Linked DNA regions of Mus musculus: region 1 is linked to region 2. Evidence: chromatin contacts called from public Hi-C data. All regions are on one chromosome and are shown on one strand. Each heading gives the region's core, a stretch centred on a gene start, on an enhancer-like site or on the middle of the called end of the contact. The rest is flanking DNA. Distances are from core to core; before and after follow the strand shown. Region 1 has its middle 17 kb from the start of Col22a1. Region 2 overlaps Col22a1 (collagen, type XXII, alpha 1).

Evidence for each region. Hi-C and Micro-C count contacts between places; a contact is called where the count stands out from the background.
Region 1: a Hi-C map of the N1E-115 cell line shows a contact between it and region 2, with 4 times the contacts expected there. The contact joins two enhancer-like sites. A contact is called at or near these places in 2 of 15 datasets of contacts at CTCF or cohesin (liver and stem cell-derived epiblast-like cells), 27 of 484 Hi-C or Micro-C datasets (the N1E-115 cell line, Sertoli cells, cardiomyocytes and 14 more) and 2 of 115 datasets of contacts at active chromatin or transcription factors (both in astrocytes).

Annotation. Positions count from the first base shown.
Region 1 is chr15:72,048,485-72,053,698 of GRCm38.p6, forward strand. It overlaps a transcript of Col22a1 not described here. Among named protein-coding and RNA genes, the nearest start is that of Col22a1, 17 kb to the left of the region's middle. Within about 2 kb of position 2,352, at least 10 of the 459 cell types and tissues checked have an H3K27ac peak or open chromatin away from gene starts, as enhancers often do. A contact at or near this core is called in the N1E-115 cell line, where this site is marked.
Region 2 is chr15:71,984,140-71,989,762 of GRCm38.p6, forward strand. Col22a1 (collagen, type XXII, alpha 1) reads right to left here. Exons shown (of 64, transcript NM_027174.1): 4 at 4,495-4,569. Among named protein-coding and RNA genes, the nearest start is that of Col22a1, 47 kb to the right of the region's middle. Within about 2 kb of position 2,057, at least 4 of the 459 cell types and tissues checked have an H3K27ac peak or open chromatin away from gene starts, as enhancers often do. A contact at or near this core is called in the N1E-115 cell line, where this site is marked.

The DNA of each region.
Region 1 (5,214 bases), core at 1,102-3,601, 65 kb after region 2:
GCTGGTCTGAGATTGACATCTATCTATAGGAAACCAGAGAAGGCTACCTTAGTCACTGCTGTGAAGAGACACCATGACCAATGACCAAGGTAACTCTTATAAAAAAGAAAGAATTCAATTAGGGGCTTCCTTATAAAAGTTAGTACATTATTGTCATGGCAGAAAGCACACAGACAAATGTAGAACTGGAGAAATAGTTGAGAGTTCTACATCCTAATCTTCAGGCAGCAGGAAGAGAAAGGTGCTGGGCCTGGCATGGGCTTTTAAAATCTCAAAGCACACCCACTTCCCTAGTGACATACTTCCTCCAACAAAATGATACTTACTCCAACAGGGCCACACTTCCTAATCCATATAACCCTTTCAAAGAGCTTCACACCTTGGTGATTACACATTTAAGTATATGAGTTTACAGGGGGTCATTCTTATTTAAACCATCACAGTAGCCTAGTGGGCCCTCAGATAAGAGCAATATACCTCCAGTTGTTAGATCCTCCAAGTCTCTGTACTGGGGTACCTGGCTTTCTCTTGACTGTTCCATCACTCAACATGGGCCCTCTCCTCCTAGTATCATGGTGGTAGAGCACTTTGCTTCAAATGGAAACATTCTGTCATGGAATGAAGTTCATTAAGCCTAGAAAGTTCTGAAGGGAGGCTCATTAAAACCCAGACATCAAACAACCCACAAGCCTCAGGATGTTCCTGAAACCAGATTTGCAAAGTCCCTTCCTCCCCAGGGTTGTAAAGCAGGAAGAACAACTGAAGAGGAGAGATCTGTTGAGCTACCTGAAAGCCATGCAGAGAACTCTGGGGTTCCAGCTTTCCTGATTCACTATCCATGTTTGGGTGAGCTTTCAGGGATGTAGTTCCTGTAAGCAACTCCTCACCCATACTCCTGCAAGTAAATGCAATGAACTCGTTGGTTCACGAAGTTGACTTTGCTAGCAGGAACTACATCCCTGAAAGCTCACCCAAACATGGATAGTGAATCAGGAAAGCTGGAACCCCAGAGTTCTCTGCATGGCTTTCAGGTAGCTCAACAGATCTCTCCTCTTCAGTTGTTCTTCCTGCTTTACAACCCTGGGGAGGAAGGGACTTTGCAAATCTGGTTTCAGGAACATCCTGAGGCTTGTGGGTTGTTTGATGTCTGGGTTTTAATGAGCCTCCCTTCAGAACTTTCTAGGCTTAATGAACTTCATTCCATGACAGAATGTTTCCATTTGAAGCAAAGTGCTCTACCACCATGATACTAGGAGGAGAGGGCCCATGTTGAGTGATGGAACAGTCAAGAGAAAGCCAGGTACCCCAGTACAGAGACTTGGAGGATCTAACAACTGGAGGTATATTGCTCTTATCTGAGGGCCCACTAGGCTACTGTGATGGTTTAAATAAGAATGACCCCCTGTAAACTCATATACTTAAATGTGTAATCACCAAGGTGTGAAGCTCTTTGAAAGGGTTATATGGATTAGGAAGTGTGGCCCTGTTGGAGTAAGTATCATTTTGTTGGAGGAAGTATGTCACTAGGGAAGTGGGTGTGCTTTGAGATTTTAAAAGCCCATGCCAGGCCCAGCACCTTTCTCTTCCTGCTGCCTGAAGATTAGGATGTAGAACTCTCAACTATTTCTCCAGTTCTACATTTGTCTGTGTGCTTTCTGCCATGACAATAATGTACTAACTTTTATAAGGAAGCCCCTAATTGAATTCTTTCTTTTTTATAAGAGTTACCTTGGTCATTGGTCATGGTGTCTCTTCACAGCAGTGACTAAGGTAGCCTTCTCTGGTTTCCTATAGATAGATGTCAATCTCAGACCAGCCCAAGCCCTAAGAGGGGTCACATTCCATGGATTGCCACAAAGGGCCAGACCAGTACAGAGAGGGGTGAAAGATCTTTTCTAGAGTCCCGTCCAGACCAGGGCTGCATATGTATGGCTCTGTCGGGATGATTCCTGGTGGGAGAGCGCCCCCTGGTGCCAGTAGGAGTAATGGTTCCTGACTAGAGCTGTGACCTCTTCCAGGGTTGTGATCTCAGATTTCTTCTACTGTGTGATCATGCCTGTGGTGTCTGCAAAGCAGTGATTTCCCCGGGGGGTGGGGGTGGGGGGCGGCTGGGGGAAAGAGGGGAAGGGACAGTTCCAAATAGCAGAGGAAGGGAGGTTAAACACTTTAAGATCCGGTGTCCTCTCACCCAGGGCCTTTTCTAGAAGCCCCTTTTGTCTCACCCCCTCCAGTTGCCCTTTGGAGGTCTGGGTCTCTGGGAGTAGTATTCAGGCTCAGGATGTGTCCCGGGTCTGCATGAGCCACAGTCAGTGGACTCTCTCAATCTTGTTCACACATACAGCAAAGTGCTTCTCACAATGGACACATTTCCAAATACGAGGCAGTTGGTGAATGGCTGCCCCTAGGAGTTGCCAGCATTTGCTTTCTGCACATTTCCACCACCCTGCCTTGCTTATTACGGCCCTAATTACTCTGTATGCCTGCATCTGCCTGCCCCTTTACAGACCAGAGGGAGCCATTCCCAGGCATAACCGCCAGCTGTAACCACCACCCAACCACAGCTCACTCGACATGATACCAGCTTAATGATCCGTGTATGGCCACTTTCAGGCTATGCCCACCAGGGGTTTATGAAGCTTACACAACAGCTAAACCAGCCAATGAATTTCTTCCCTTCATGGACCCCTCAGGGTCTCAGCAATAGGCTACTTTAATACAGACATCTAAGGGACATTTGCATGGGGTATACCAGAGAGGAAAGGTTTGGTTGCACTTCTGACTTTGGATAATTAATTCTATAGTCCATTCTGCTGGGCTCAGAGATGTGTGGTCAAATATTATTCTGGAAACTTCTCTGAGGAGCTTTCAAAGGGCATCATCATTTAAGCCCATTGATGTTGAGAAACACACACTGTTCTCTCTCTCTCAAACAAGCTGACTCATCCAGTCGAAGTCTGAATGAAGCAACAGACCGGCCTTCCCTAAGCAGATGATACTTCAGTCTGATGGCCTGTGGGACTTGAACATTCGCTTCTTCAAAGTTTCTAGCGCGCACACACACACACACACACACACACACACACAAACACACACAGGCCCAATGAGGCTGAGAATGTTTTGATCACCCTGACCTTCACATGCCATCAGGGAGTCCTTGGGCTCCCTCTGCTGGACAGAAGGAAAATCTTCACTTGTTTTCTGATCTTGGCCTGCCAGGTACCAGGGCCACTTGCCTGCCCTTCTACCATATTTGAACCTTCTTCAGTGCATCTGCCTCTGGAGTCTCTTGTATGAGCTATGCAGGCATGAGAAGAGAGAATGTCTCTGGATTCTTCATCTCTGGAGCTGAGAGAACAGAGACCTGAGATGCAGAAAGGTAGAAGAAGGAATCGGGGCCTACAAGGCAATCTTGTTCCATTTATCACATTCTGCAGTGGTTCCCAGGAAGTGACACAAGGACCAGGTAGAGGATGCATTGAAGGCCAAGAAGAGCCCAAAGTCCTGAATCCCATGCCAGGCATACCCTTTCTGTTGCTTAGATTGGGGTCACCTCCCACCTGAGCTTCTATTTTCTGTTTGTCAGTAGTCTTATATCTCCCCTATGGTATGTGCACAATCTTGTCTCCATGATGCCTGCTGTAGGTGAAAAGGATGCTAAGGTCAATCCTCCCAGTGTAGTGACTCACAGTGCTACTGTGGCATGGCCTTCTGATGTACCCAGTAGCTCTGCATGAGCCCTCAGTGTCCACTATGCTCCTCATGTACACAGGATGTATGCCACTGCCACCCAACAGGAAGACACAGGACTCTCAGACATCTGGATGGAGTGACATTTTGTAATAAAGATGTGTGCATACTATAAAATAGACATCCAGATTTTATAAGGCAAATTATATATTATATTGTCTTATACATTATATATTTGAATATGTAATATAAATGACAGACATTTAAGATATACAAGTGAATAGTTATTGAAAAGAATAGTCTTGTGTTCATGTGTATTATACATAAACATGTGTATGGATCAGTGTGTGTATTTACATTTATAGCAGACATGCATATTTACGAGTATAATATATACGTGTAAATATATTGTATATATGTCCCATAGGCTCTGTGAAGGATTAGCTCCAGGACTCTAAATCAAAACCTGCCACTTCTCGAGTTCCTTACATAGGATTGTATAGCGTTTTGCATCCTCTATATTGTCAGCCTTCTCTAGACGACTTAAACGATGCCTCACATAATGTAAGGGCTTGAAAATGGGTTGTGTACAGTATTATTTAGAAGATGACAAGAAAAAGCTCTACACATGTTTGGTATGGATGTAACTTCTTTCATTCTGTGGCTGTTGAATGTACAGTGCAACATTTGTGCTTATCAAGGGCTGCCTGGATTCAGCTAACAGTTTCTGCCTGTGATGCTGCCACACAACAGCTGCTATTCAGGTGCAATAGATTGCATTAGCATCCCCATCCCCCATCCAGCTCTCCCCAACTTAAAGAATCTTTGAGAGTGAAGCTGACATAGAATCAAAAGATTGGAGTTAAATCTGCCCTTCTGCTTTCTTTAACTTGTTCAACTTTCAGGTAATCTAACCACTCTCCCTTGGTTTTGTCTGGGTTTGGGGGAGACGGTCCTTTCTTGGTACAGTCCCGTGGAGATGAGAGATAATGCAATGAAGAGTTGGAGATCATTAGCTCACATAGGGCAGGTGGTACTTGAATCCTAATTACAAGCTGCAACACTCTGGTCCTAAACACAGAGATTGAAAGGGACATGGTCCCAGTCATTGGGTGACTCAGTGGCATAGCCTTGGCCTAATAGTTCTCAAGGCACCCTTGTTTGTTGGGGAAGCAGTTGAAAAACTACAAATTAACAGCAGGGTAAATATGGGACTGTGCAAGCAACGTAAACACAGAAGGACTAACATCTGGGAGGACGTTCTGCTCCTGAAAGTGAGACAAATGGTTGAGAGACTGGTGGGCATGACACAGAGGGGCTCTGAGAACTGGCCATATTTGGGGAGGGGACAGGAATTTGAGAGGAATACTTTCTGCAGTAATTATTGTCATCCTTTATCTGATAGACTATAAATAGGATTCTATTTTCAGGCCTGGCTTATCCAGAGGACTGAGATAGTTCTCGCTTTTGATGAAAGTGGTCCAGAGTTCTTCCCAAACCCCGGAGCTCCTCCCTCCTCCTTAAAAT
Region 2 (5,623 bases), core at 807-3,306:
GAAAAGTAGAATAGATTAGAATGGTAATGACCTGGGCCAGCCCTTAAAGTGATCTGAGCAGTGTCTTAGTGGTTCATGTCAGTCATGGTCTGGAGTTGCCTCTTGTCAAGGGCTGCTGCCTAGAGAAAGGATGCTACACAGTATATTGGAGGCCCTAGGGTTTATGGCAAAGGGACTGAACCTCTAGAAAAGCTCCTAGATGACACTAAGGAGCCAAATGGGGGAGGCCTAAAGGGAAAGAGGGTGTCTGCCTTCAGACACACCTGGACCTGGTCTTGATTAGAAACCCAGAAGTTACAGAATGCTTTGGTTACTCAGCCTCCACTGCTGCTTTGAATGCCAGGATCTATGACAGCTACAATACTCTCTGCCCTTGGAATACACGGTTTTGGACCAGGAAGCAACCAGAAATTCAAAGCCACCATTGTTAGGTCTCAGGCAGTCCATATTTCCAAAATTGAGCTCAAGGTGGACTCTAGAAGGATTTCCAGTGGTTAGATAGAAGACACTATTCCTCAGGAACTAGTGAGACAAGACATCTGCCCACTACAAGGAGCCATTTCCCCTGTCTCTGGCAAAGGAGACACATGGCTCTCCACTGACACAAGTGGCAGCTTCCAACATGTCAAAGTCCATGCTAGCCTCCAGGTTCTTAACTCCCCTCTTCACATGTGTTTGTTCTACATCTCAAAGCCCATGCTGGCCCTGCTCACCCTGCCTCTTCCCCAAACTCCCAGGCTGCTCCAGTTCATAGGCTTCCCTCCCCCAGCTACTCATCCTCCTTATAACCCAACATTCTCTAGTATCCTCTCACTCCCTCATCCCCCACCACTGCGCTAGACTGTTCCTGATGCCTCCCAATGTTTTCTCTCTCTTATCCATAATAAAAACCTCCCCGTAATGGAGTTGCACTTCTGCAGTTTCTTTACTGTACTCCCTCGCACCAATCATTACCTAAGATTGACTTTGAGATCAGCTTGTGTGTGATACAAGAGGCCCTGTCTCAAAAGAAAATGAAAACAGAGAAAGAAAAAAAACCAAAAACCAAAAACGTCTTTATTGGTTTCAATGAAGTCAAAGAATTGAGCGAGATAAACTTCCAATAACAAGCAATTTACTAAGTGACAACAGAGGGTGGGTACTGAATTACCTACAACAACAAACAAACAAACAAACAAACAAACAAAAAACTCAAGGGTTTGGCTCAGAGGAAGCCAGAAAGCTCTTGGATGGTAAACTGACTCTAAGGCCAGGTGGACTGACATCTTAGAACAGCAGTTCTTTAATTGGAAGCATCTCAGGCATTGCAATGCCTCATCACCACCCAGCTGACCACAGAAAGGGAGACCTAGGCCATTGTGCAGGGGAGATGTATAACACTTACAGGAACAAAGGATTAGCAGAGAAGTCATTAGAACTGGGGCCTCTCAGAACATTCTTCAGATCTCCTGTTGTACAAATGGGATCCAAAAGAAATCAGAAATTTAATCTGCAGCCATCTGTATAACCAGCTGCAGGCTGATCTAAAATATAATGTCAATATCTTTGTCTATTCTGTCTTGAGTTGTTTTGTTTTGTTTTGTTTTGTTTTAATTTTTCGAGACAAGGTTTCTCTGTGTAGCCCTGGCTGTCCTGGAACTCACTTTGTAGACCAGGCTGGCCTCGAACTCAGAAATCCACCTGCCTCTGCCTCCCAAGTGCTGGGATTAAAGGCGTGTGCCACCACTGTCTAGTCTGTCTTTAGCCTCACTTTCCCAGGCTGAATGATCCCTAAAATGTGACAGATATTTAAGAAAATGTCTGGAAGCAAGGACTTTGAGAGCTGCATTGTTTTTTTCCAAAAAGGCATCTTTGATTTATCAATTACAACGCCACTGACAAACTGGAGGATAATCTCTCTATAACTCCCTCTTCAGCCACAATGTAGCTGGGACACTTTCTTGAGGCTGGTACTTATTAAATGACTTTGAAGAAAAAGCAGGGTATCTGTGCATCCAAAGCGGCACACACAGGAAACTGTTGTCTGTGTTGATATTCCCCAGATCCCTATCCTATACTGTGACTCATCTTTGGGAGCTCACAGAGGGAAGGGGAGGTGTCAGGACTCCACTGGCTGTGAATGAAGGGAAGAGGATTCATAGCAGAGAATTTCTTATCTATCCAAGCACCCAAAGCAATTTTCAGATGGTTCCTCCTCATATACCACAGATAAGGCCACTTGTTCAAAGTTCTGCACAGTCACATAAATGATCACATACACATGGACATGAGCCAGATCCAGAACACACCCAAGTACATGCACAGGCATGCATACACACATCCCACCCTCTGAATCCCTCAGCAAGAAACAGAAAAGAAACAAAACCATAACGCTCTTAGTCTGCAGGACAGGAAAGCTTCGGACTCCTCTGACTTACACACCCTGTGCTAGAGTCATCTGTTCCTTCATCTTCTGCCCCATTACCCCCTTTCCTCCTTCATACCTTTATCATCTCCCAACAGATCCATCTTTTAATCTTTGGTTCATTCATCCAATCTCCTTCCACTCATTTACGTTTTTTCACTTAACTTTAAGCTTTTCTTTCTTTCATTTTATCTATCTATCTATCTATCTATCTATCTATCTATCCATTAATCCATTCAAAATACATTAAATTCTTTCCACATGCAAGAGGCACTACCCCATACCCTGAGGACATAGACAAATATGCAGAGAGAGACAGGTCCTGATTTCAAACAGCTCATGTGCTTGCAGAGGAAGTAGATGGTTTTCATACCTTCAGATTGGAGTGCTTGGCTTGGAATAAAATGCAGAAGCAGCTACCCTCTGAACCCTAGAGTGATCACTGTGCATCACACAGATTTCCCAACCGTGCCAGTACAATGTGCATCTCACCTGCCATGTTAGTTAAGGGAGAAAATGCATGGGCTCTCAGTAAGTGGTGCTGGCTGCTGCCCTTGATGTTATCAATGTCACCATTATCATAAATGCTCCCATCATGGGCATACACATCAAATAATAAATTACTTGGGAAATGCTGTTCTAGAGGCATGTGCCTCACAATGCCAAAATGCAGACAAAGCAGCCAGGTAAGAATGGGCTTTGAAAGGGACTTCAAAGGAAGATGCCCTGCATAGAACTGAATAGGCGCACTCCCCTGGTAGAAATGGATAATGAACTGTCTGAGAGCACCGCTGGGGATCACCAAAGCACAAAGTGGAAATGTCTAATTCAAATTCTGCAGTGTTTTCCCACCCTGGGCAGAGCGTCTCAGCTACAAACAAGCTCACTACAAAGCATCTGAGTTATCAAAGGGAACCAGTCAAAGTCACCTTCATCTTGTGAGTTGGACAAAGAAACTGTGGCAGTGACAGGACCCTTGAGTAATCACTGCCTGTCATACACCCAATCAGCAAGAACAGATTGGCTGGCTCTGTCTGCTGTGGCTTACTCCAAAAGTAGCAGAAGTTTAACTGGAGTTGCTTGGGTGGGCAAGATGGTGCAAAGGCGACTAAAGCATGCAGCTAGTTACCCAGCAGACTCTCACACTCTATCACACTGAATCCTTCATGAAAGCCTTGGGAGCCAGGGTCTGCTATGCATCTACAAGTCACCCCAAGGATCGTGCACTGGTCTGGCTCTGCACTGTCATGGTGGGAGGTGCTTCAAGGAGCGTCAGTTCTTCCCCACACAGGCATAGAAGCCTCTCCTACAAAACTCCTCAGGCTCAAAGATACAGATGTTGCATTGCTATAGTCCACTGGGCACATAGAAAGGACAGACTGGATATGTCTGCATCATACATAGTCTCAACCTCAGGTGCTGGCTGACCAGGAAGGGAGCTGTGCACACAGCTGGGATTGAACCCAAGGAAGATGGAGGAGGGATGAAGAAGAAAAGGATCTAGTGTCAGAGGACATATCTTGGTGAGAAAAGTAGAGGAGAAACAAACAGACCACACACTCAAAGTGCTAAATGGGATTTGTGGCCACAGGAGAAGTAACCAATGCATAACACAGTCAGAGCAATGCAGACACCAACTCTCCACACTCCGCCAGCTACCATGGCCCTTCTTCCTGGCATTGTTGGAGATGGCCTTTAAATAGCCCCTGAATGCTTCTCTCTGCCTCTGGTCTTCTGTCACATGTCTGCTTTCCCATGTGCTGAGTTTCCCATCCATTTATGATGCTGATCCATCCATCTCCCTCCTCTCTGAAGTCCCTCCACTTATTCATTCATCTGTTCAATATTTGTCATTATTGGCTGGCTTATTCACCGATTCCTGCTGCACTCATTGGAATGAATGTTTTTAGATAGCCCCACCCTGCCAAAGGGAACACTGCATAAAGTTCCTCACTGTTGAGGGAAATCATTGCTACCTGGATGGTTCAAACCATTCCACCAGGACACTGGTGACAGAAGAGTCAGCGAGGCCACCCTTATGCCTGTAAGCTGCACAGGAAAGCAACCTTGTGTATTGGAGTCTCTCTTACCTGTAATTTCCTTGGTTCCTCCATTGGTATGTTTAAACCGATCTCCTTCTACCCGGACACTTGGGCAGAGCACATCTGAAAAAAAAGGAAAAGGAAACAGACAGATAAGAAAGCATGCCTACCATTTCCCTGTGGACTATGAGAGCAATAAGTCCCACTCTACCTACAGTACAGAGGTGGACAAAGAGGGTGCTGGGAACCTCCTATTCTTTAACTCTTCTGTGCATGTATGTCATTGTTAAGCATTGACTCTAGATATCATACTACAGCAAGACATGATCATGGCATTGCCCACACCTCCACTGAGCTCACAACTTTATATATCAATGAGAGTCACATGCAAATCAATATTAGCAACACAAAATCAGCAGGTCAGGGACACCAGGAGACTCAGGCCACAGGAGCACCTGCTAGCCTACCCAAAAGTTCCTCTGAAAGGAGCAAGTAATTCAGAAATGATCAATAGTATAAAAGCTTAAAGGTGATTCATTGAACATGAGGGATTGCATTAGTATTGAGGATGGAAGGGTAGGGTAAAGGAGGAAGGAATACAGAAAGGGATAAGAATGAAGACCTTTCAAAAAGTCACATGGAAACGTGTGTGTGTGTGTGTGTGTGTGTGTGTGTGTGTGTGTTATGTAGATAGATAGATAGATAGATAGATAGATGGATGGATGGATGGATGGATGGATAGATAGATAGATAGATAGATAGATAGATAGATAGATAGATAGATAGAGCTAAAATAGAGTCCTGCTAGAAAAAATGTCAGTGCTTAGGTTCTATACTACAGGCTAAAAGATAAAATAGCCTAGTGCCACAATGGGTTGTCTCTTTGGGAGTTGTCCAGTGGAGTTACATAGATTCCCTAAACATTACATGCTAATGTCACTGCTTTGCTTACTTCCCCAAAACTTGAAGACTCTATTGCTAAAGATTCTTGAGTCATAAGACATGGAGATATCAATCCAGTGCTGAACTGGAAGCCTCATTGCTACCGGCTACCTTTCATAGAGCTGGAAGGTGACATGCATACTGTCAGAGGAAAAATATGGAGACAAATCTTGCCAAGCTATTGCCCCTGTAAGCTACCACAATGACTGTGTTGGTGAGACATGTCCAGAGATGC